Regions from separate parts of the Sus scrofa genome. Here region 1 is linked to region 2. Evidence: chromatin contacts called from public Hi-C data. All regions are on one chromosome and are shown on one strand. The core of a region is the stretch at or near the end of the contact, and the rest is flanking DNA. Distances in the headings are between cores, read along the strand shown. Region 1 has its middle 46 kb from the start of UBE2V2. Region 2 has its middle 81 kb from the start of EFCAB1.

The links. Hi-C and Micro-C count contacts between places; a contact is called where the count stands out from the background.
Region 1: a contact with region 2 is called in a Hi-C map of skeletal muscle, with 6 times the contacts expected there. The contact joins two enhancer-like sites. A contact is called at or near these places in 2 of 47 Hi-C or Micro-C datasets (liver and skeletal muscle) and 1 of 2 datasets of contacts at active chromatin or transcription factors (skeletal muscle).

The regions. Positions count from the first base shown.
Region 1 is chr4:79,605,065-79,608,893 of Sscrofa11.1, forward strand. No RefSeq gene overlaps it. Among named protein-coding and RNA genes, the nearest start is that of UBE2V2, 46 kb to the right of the region's middle. Within about 2 kb of position 1,392, at least 28 of the 83 cell types and tissues checked have an H3K27ac peak or open chromatin away from gene starts, as enhancers often do. A contact at or near this core is called in liver and skeletal muscle, where this site is marked.
Region 2 is chr4:79,454,513-79,458,092 of Sscrofa11.1, forward strand. No RefSeq gene overlaps it. Among named protein-coding and RNA genes, the nearest start is that of EFCAB1, 81 kb to the left of the region's middle. Within about 2 kb of position 2,004, at least 61 of the 83 cell types and tissues checked have an H3K27ac peak or open chromatin away from gene starts, as enhancers often do. A contact at or near this core is called in liver and skeletal muscle, where this site is marked.

The sequences.
Region 1 (3,829 bases), core at 142-2,641, 150 kb after region 2:
CATTTTTTAGCTCATACCTGCTCTGTATTATGTTTTTACCAAAACAATGGAAACACTACCCCAAACAAGCTGATGTGCTTTTACTTTTTTTTAACGTCTTCTTTTATTTTTATTTATTTATTTATTTTTATTGCACCTGCAGTAGGCAGAAGTTACCGGGCCAGGAATGGAACCTACACTAGAGCCCCAGCAGCGACAATACCAGGTCCTTGACCTGCTGAGCCACCAGGGAGCTCCTACTTGAGCTTCTTGATCTGCGGTTGCTCTGCCAGCCCTCCTCAGCAACTCTTCTCCTGCTCACATGCACCATGGAGATGACGATGCTGTGCGTCCAGGGTCTGCTTCCCAACCTGCCTCCCCAGGAGCAGCAAACAGGGTCTTTTACCCTCTGTTCCCAGCACCAGGTGCAGAGGACAGGCCCCAGCCTTCAGGGTCAACCACCAGGCCTCTCATTTCCACATTTATTTTGATGCCAAAAGACAACCATGAGAAGGGTCATCAAAACACTTCAGGGCTCAACCCAAAGCTGTGAACGGCAGTGGTGAGGCTCCAGGCACAGGGTGGTTGGCGGGCGCCAGGTCTGACTTGAGTCCCACCCTTGCCCGGTGTGTTGCTGGGAAGAGCAGCTAACCACTCTGGGCTTAGGTGTGTTTCTCTTCCAGGGAAAGGTCTGTGAGAGGGGACGATGGCACACACTCCCTCCAGCCACTGCCAGCCCAGGACCTCACTTCCTCAGCAGCAGCCCCTGTCACGGGCAGCCCCCTGAAACCGGCTGAACACGCACACCCTCTGGCTACAGAAGGCCCATTCCTCCTCTCTGAATCAAGCCAGAAATCAAGACCAGGGCTCTGCAACCCGCTCCCAGGGACAGACACAGGGACAGCCCGAGTCCAGTCAGTCCTCTACCCCTCTGCTCCCCACTCCATCCAAAGGCGCCTGGCACTCTGACCCTGTGCTCGCGGATGATCATGACTCCCTCTGACCCGACCCAATCCTTGTCACCTTCCGTCTCAGCTCCAGGAGGCACCCAAGCCACGTGCACCCCAGCCGGGGGTGCCGGCCCCAGGAGGGACAAGGCAGCCAGAGCCCAGCCTCCGCCCACGCACTGCCTGGGGCCCCTGCGACCAGCAGGCCAGGGCCAGGCCGCGGCTGTGAGCCCACGGAGAGCGCGGGGCCGTGCTGACCCGACGCCAGGGAACAGAGGCTGCAGCCAGGGAAACGAGCAGGTTGGCAGCCCCAGCAGCGGGGTTCTCAGAACTGCTGAGTCTTCTTCCAAAGCAGCCTCCAGAGAACCACAATTCAAAACTGGCTCCATCTGGGAGAGTCCAAATTGTTTTGGCAGTTCTCTGGAAGGGGAAAAAAGACAGCTAATCCCTTCCCTGTTCCCTCCCACGGCAGAAGGAGAAGTTAGAGCACAGGCTCACTGGAGCCAGCTCCAGAAATTCACTTGAAGATCTGCAGACTTGCACAACATGCGACGCTGGAGAGGCAATTTTGCAGCTAAGCGGGTGTCTGGAGACTTTATCTAAGTGTCCCTTTGTCTTTGCCTGGCCAGGCTGGCACCTGGGACCAAGAAGAGGCCTTTGTCTCCTCCACCTCAGGAAACTGGGTACAAACAGCAGCCGTCAGGATGTGACCGTGGAGCCTGGCCGTGTGCCACTGCTTCCTGCAGGGTCAGAGGTCCTGAAGGTCGCCCTTGCTACGCAGACACACTTAGTACAACTAGCACGCAAGTTGCCCCATAATGTCCCCAACACAAAATCTCCAGCTTGCACAGTGACCCACATGCACCTCTGCAGTGCCGAGCCCAGCTCGAGATGCACACTGAGGAGGTGACTCTAGTGGGATGCCCGGAGGAGGCCAGTCAGTGCAGGGAGCGCCTTTTGCCTGAGAATGAGCTGCACAAAGGAGGCAGAGCACAGCGGGTCACATTGCAAAGGGCAGGAGGAGCCATGGGAGCAGGTCCATGAAGCCCGAGCACCTGAGCAAGGAGCCCGGGCCCTCCCATCCTGTGCTCAGCCAGCAGACGGTGTGGCATAAGCACAATCCTGGCCCCACAGACCCCCCTTCCCAGCAGGGCATTCCGCGTGGCCAAGCTGCTGCTTCCTAGGTGACTCCCACCTCCACCCCCCAGGAAGAGGGTGCCCCCTCCTCTTGGTGAAAGAGCTCAGGGGCACCTGTAGCCTCAGATCTCCAACCTGTGGCCTCTTACCTGTGGTTCCAGTATGTGCACCTTGGCAGCACTTGAAACCACGAGTGCTGTCCTCTCCCTCGTCCTTACCTCCCAAGGCTCCTATTCAACCCCTAGCCTGGGAACTTCCATATGTCACAGGTGCAGCCCTAAAAAGACAAAAAACAAAAAACAAAACAAAACAAAATGAAGAGTATTAGGGACAGATGACAAAGGCAAGGCTGTACCTTTTAGAAAGCAAAATCTGACTCAATTAAAATTTTTAAATTCTGTTCCATAAAAACACCTTACAGGGAGTTCTCTGGTGGCTCAGTGGGTTAAGGATCTGATGTTGTCGCTGCTGTGGTACAGGTTCGACCCCTGGCCCATGAAGTTCCAAATGTCACAGGCACAGCAAAACAAACAAAAATATTAAAAAAAAAAAAAAAACTTACAAAGGGAATGGAAAACAAGGCACTCACTGTCCCCCTTTAAGGGTCTCACAGCTGCAATCCTGATGCCCCCAGAGAATTGGAGCCAGCTCACATCCCCAGCACACACATTCACGGCAGCATCTTCTCAATAATCAGAAGCTGGGAGCAGGTGCAGCACCCTCACGGACGGGTGCACAACACGTGTGTTCCTACCGCATGGGTATTACTCAGACACAGCAAAGGGATGGAAGAATAGACACCTCACGACTCAAGGAACCTCGAACCCAAGGCCCCGGGGAAGAACTCGGACACAGAGGCTCACGCATCAGGATTCCATTTACCTGAACCGTCCAGAGCAGGGGCAGAAAGGGCACTGGGGGTGGCAGGCTCCGGAAGAGAGTGGGACCGAGAGGGACTGATGATGGGATCAGGGTGATGGCACCACATTGTCAGTGCGCTAAATGTCCCTGAACTGCCCACTTTAAAACAGGCAACTTTAGGAGCTCCGGTCATGGCTCAGCAGAAATGAATCTGACCAGCATCCATGAAGATGCAGGTTGGATCCCTGGCCTCACTCAGTGGGTTAAAGATCTGGTGTTACCATGAGCTGCGGTGTAGGTCTCAGACGCAGCTCGGATCCCGAGTTGCTATGGCCGTGGTGTAGGACAGCAGCTGTAGCATGGATTTGACCCCTAGTCTGGGAACATCCATATGCTGCATGTGTGGCCCTAAAAGCCAAAAAAAAAAATTTAAATAAATTTTAAAAAATAAAATGGATAATTTTTTTAATGCTACCTAATTTCATCTCAGTCTTTTCAAAAAACAATTTCATTGCATTTTGATACTGTCAGAAATCACGCAGTAACTTCCCCTTTAGTCACGGCCTTCCTTCTTCAAGTGAAAACGTATCGGAATGCTCTGAGTGTGGGCCACACGTGGAATGTCTCTGGCTGAAACAGTCCGGCAGGCTCCACCCTGCATCCCAGCAGCCCTCCAGGGAGACCGGGATCCCTGGGCTCCTCCAAGGATTTGAAGCCCCTCTCTTCACTTCGCACATAAAAACACCGAGGCCCAAAGCAGGTGTCAATTGCTTAAGAAGCTCAGGCATTTTTGGAGTTCCCCTTGTGGTGCAGTGGAAACGAATCTGACTAGGAACTGTGAGGTTGCGAGTTCAATCCCTGGCCTCGCTCAGAGGGTTAAGGATCCGTTGTTGCCACGAGCTGTG
Region 2 (3,580 bases), core at 754-3,253:
CTGGAGTGGGTATGTGGCCAAAGGACTGTGCTAGTCTCTTCTTCTGGAACTTGTCGCCTGTTCCCACAGGACTTGTGTGAAAATCCAATGCTGTGGAAAGGGAAGAGCAATCACTTTAGACTGAGCAAGCCCCTGGGCTCCTCAGACGACTTCTGCCACGCAGGGCACCACGTGATCACAGAAGTCACTGGACACGCCTACTCTGGGCATTTCCACGTGCAGAGCGCACAGGGGTGCAGCAAGCCCCACCCCAGCCTCTGGGGCGAAGGCCAACCTCATTTTGACGCTGGGTTCTGGCCCCATCTCATCATCAAATGCCAGGCAGAGCAACCAGCCCACTTGCCAAATTGGACCTTGGTTGTCTCCGCAAGTCTTGGCCCAGTTTCTGGCCAGTTCATCAAATCCCAGCCTGTGGGAGGAAGAGGAGTGCCCTGGGAGCCTTTTCACAGAGCAGGGATGCGCCCAGGCTCCTGCAGCATTCCAGCGCCCTGACGTCCAGCCACCGTCTGGGCCCATGACCTCAAACGTTTGGACAAACCGCCCCATGAAGCCGCTCTGCGGAAATCTTACCCGGACAGCCCCCAGCCTCCCCAGCCTCTCACATCCGCCCTCGCCAGCACTGCCCTCAGACACGGAGGCACTGCTCCTCCTCGTTTCCATTTAAAGACTTTTGCTGAAGGAGCCGCTGCTTCGGGGCCAGGGAAGCCCTGCCAGGATCTTCTAGACGCGCAGCGTAAATGGTTTGTGACTGAAGTGGAAACCATCTACATTTCATTTTAATTATTGGTGATGACAACACAAACTCTGCCATCATTTTGTATTTTCCCTCCTTACCATCTATTTCAAAATGACATTGTCACGGTTTAGAGTCGGTTGGTTTCTAGTTAATGAATGTTCGGAACCCCAAATCATTAAGCTCTCATCCAGAGCCAGAGAAGGGGAGAAGAAACCCACACAGCTGGGGAGCGAGAGCCAAGAGCCCCCTGCGGACAGCGGGGGAGGGAGCGCGTCGTCCTTCACCCACCCCCCCCCCCCCGCGGACAGCGGGAACGGGAACGGGGGTGCCCAGTGCGCAGGCTCCCTCGGCCCCAGGCACTGAGCCCTGCTGGGAACCTGGGAAGGAAATGCTTTCCCGGCTGGCACCCGGTGGCAGAGAGCAATGCAGTTCTCTCAGAAACCGGGCAGCGGGCTTCCCTCTGGGGAAATCGGCGTCTTAAGGCAGTTTCCTCAGAGCGGCGGGCTGGCGGGGGGCGGGGGGCGCGGCAAAGTCGGGCCCACAGCACGGGAAACTCTCACATGCCTCCAGCACCACTAACAGAAACTGCATCTTGTTCCCCATTTGGCTGCAGATAATGAAATTAGCCTCTCAATTACCAATTACCCCCAAATAGTACCTAGTGGAACAAGCAGGCACAAAAGCCGGAGGTGAGTTTGGAGGCGCTCCCCCCTCCCCGCCCCACCCGGCCCCGCAGCCCCGTCCCCTCTATGGCTCTTAGCTGTTTAAATTCAAAGCAACGCTTCTGTTTTTCTAAGTCGCCGTTTTTGACCTCAAGCAGATAAAGAGCGCTGCATGACACATTCAGCAGAGTTGCTGTGTTCTTGCTCTGTTTACATCAGGAAATCCAGCGGGTGGGGACTGGCTGGGCGCCGGCCCGGGCGCTGGGCCTGACTCCATCCAGATGTGCGGCGGCTCCAGAGTGGCTGCCGCGCGCAGTAAACGGGCACCGAGGCGGCCCCGCGGGCGCACGGAGGCGGCGGCGCGCGGAGGCGGGACCGCGGGCGCGCGGAGGCGGGATGGCGGGGGCGCACGAGGGGGTCTCGTGGGGAGGGGGCGCGCGGAGGAGGGACGGTGTGGGCGCCAGGAGAGGCCTCACGGGAGGGGGCGCAGAGCAGGGACCGCGGGCGCGCCCCCAGACGCGAGCGCAGCGCCAGCGCCCAGGGAGTGGGCCCTGGGCCGTGTGCATTTCCTTGTAAATGCGCTGCACTTTAAAGAAGGGGGCGCGCTGTATATCATTGGGAATGTTGGCTGTCTATTGGTCCCTGTGGATATTGCTGGGTTAGTACGACTTGTAACCAGAGCAAGAGAAACATAAAAAAGTCGGGAAACACTGCCAATTAGTCATTACAGGGAGATTGTAAAAACAAGAGAAAGAGAAAGAGGGGGAGCAGAAGGAATAAAAGAATACAATGCCCTGGGAAAAAAAAAATTAAAGAAACTAGATGTGCTTTTGTGGCGTTCCGGGAATTGCATGAACCAGGAAGCAGGACAGAGGCAGCCTGCTCACCAGGGCGACCTGCAAACCAGCAAATTCTCAGCGTGGCCAGGAGGGACCCTGCAGGGGCCCAAACAGCACCCCATGCTGCGCTTGCAGGTCTTCTGCTGGGCCAGAGGGCAGGCGGCGCTTTGGAGCAGAACCCAGCTGCCCTTTTATTTCTGATTGCAGGCCGCTGCACAGGCCTAACAAAATGAAGACAGGGACGGGTTTCTTTCCGTCACAAGCCCCTACCTACCAGCCATCTGCTTCAGGCAGACTGTGGCCATGCTTGCTGAGAACTGTTTTTAATTTTATGGTTGTTCCAATTGAAATCTCTTTGTCTTTCTGCTTTTTGCCAGATTCAAGGCTCTGAGAACATGAACCGTGGCAGGGTGAGATGGATCTGGGTGAGGCCCCTAGGGCTCCTTCAGTCTGCCTGTTATTCCTGCACCCACTTAACAGAGAGGACTTCAGGGCCCCAAGGTTAAGTTTGCAGTAAGAAATCCAGGGGGAACCGGGCTTCTTCCAAGAGCCTCCAAGAAGTGGGGTGGGAGCGGGGGTGCTGGAGAGGAAGCCGGACCCCCTCCCTGGGGGATGGGGGCACATGTGCCGGCTGGAGAGGAACTGCTTATCTCAGCAGCAGAGAGCCGGCGAACTGCCAGCCCCGCCGCCCACAGGCCTTCAGGCCCACCTCCTCTGAGTCATGAGGACAGCCACATGGGCCTCCGATCCCGTCCCTGGCAAGGGTACAACTTTGCTAATCGGCTGGGGTCCTTCTTGGTGTCTGGCCACGAGTCAGCAGATGCACAGCTCAGCTTTACCAGTACAGAATGTCTTGCATAAGATCTGTTTCAAAAACAATTATATGAGCAAATTATCTTGGCTCATAGAAGCAGATTTTTTAAAATCTGGTAGCAAGATCTCAAAAAAAATGATTAAACCACAGGCACTATTTTAAAATAACATGAAACTGGACAAGAGATGAAGAATTCTCATAGAATCATCAAGAACATGCTCTACACCTTGGCTCAAAAGAGCCCCCATGCATGCGTCTGGGGCTCCTAGAGAGCCCCCCTCCCCAAAGTCTAAAAGAGGGGCTTGCTTCTCTCTGGGCCTTCGTCGGAGACAGAAACTAAAACAGTACAAATTCTTTATCTGGAAGGACTTTACTTTCCTAACACAGAGCTTTGCTATACATCAGTGGAAGGGCTACAGTGAGAGCCTGATGGGAGAATCCCTGTGAGCTGGTCCTCATGTGCCGGCCGCTAACGTGGGGCCCCCAGTCGGAAACCCTGTGCTCTGAGCCCAGGCCTCCAAAATAACAC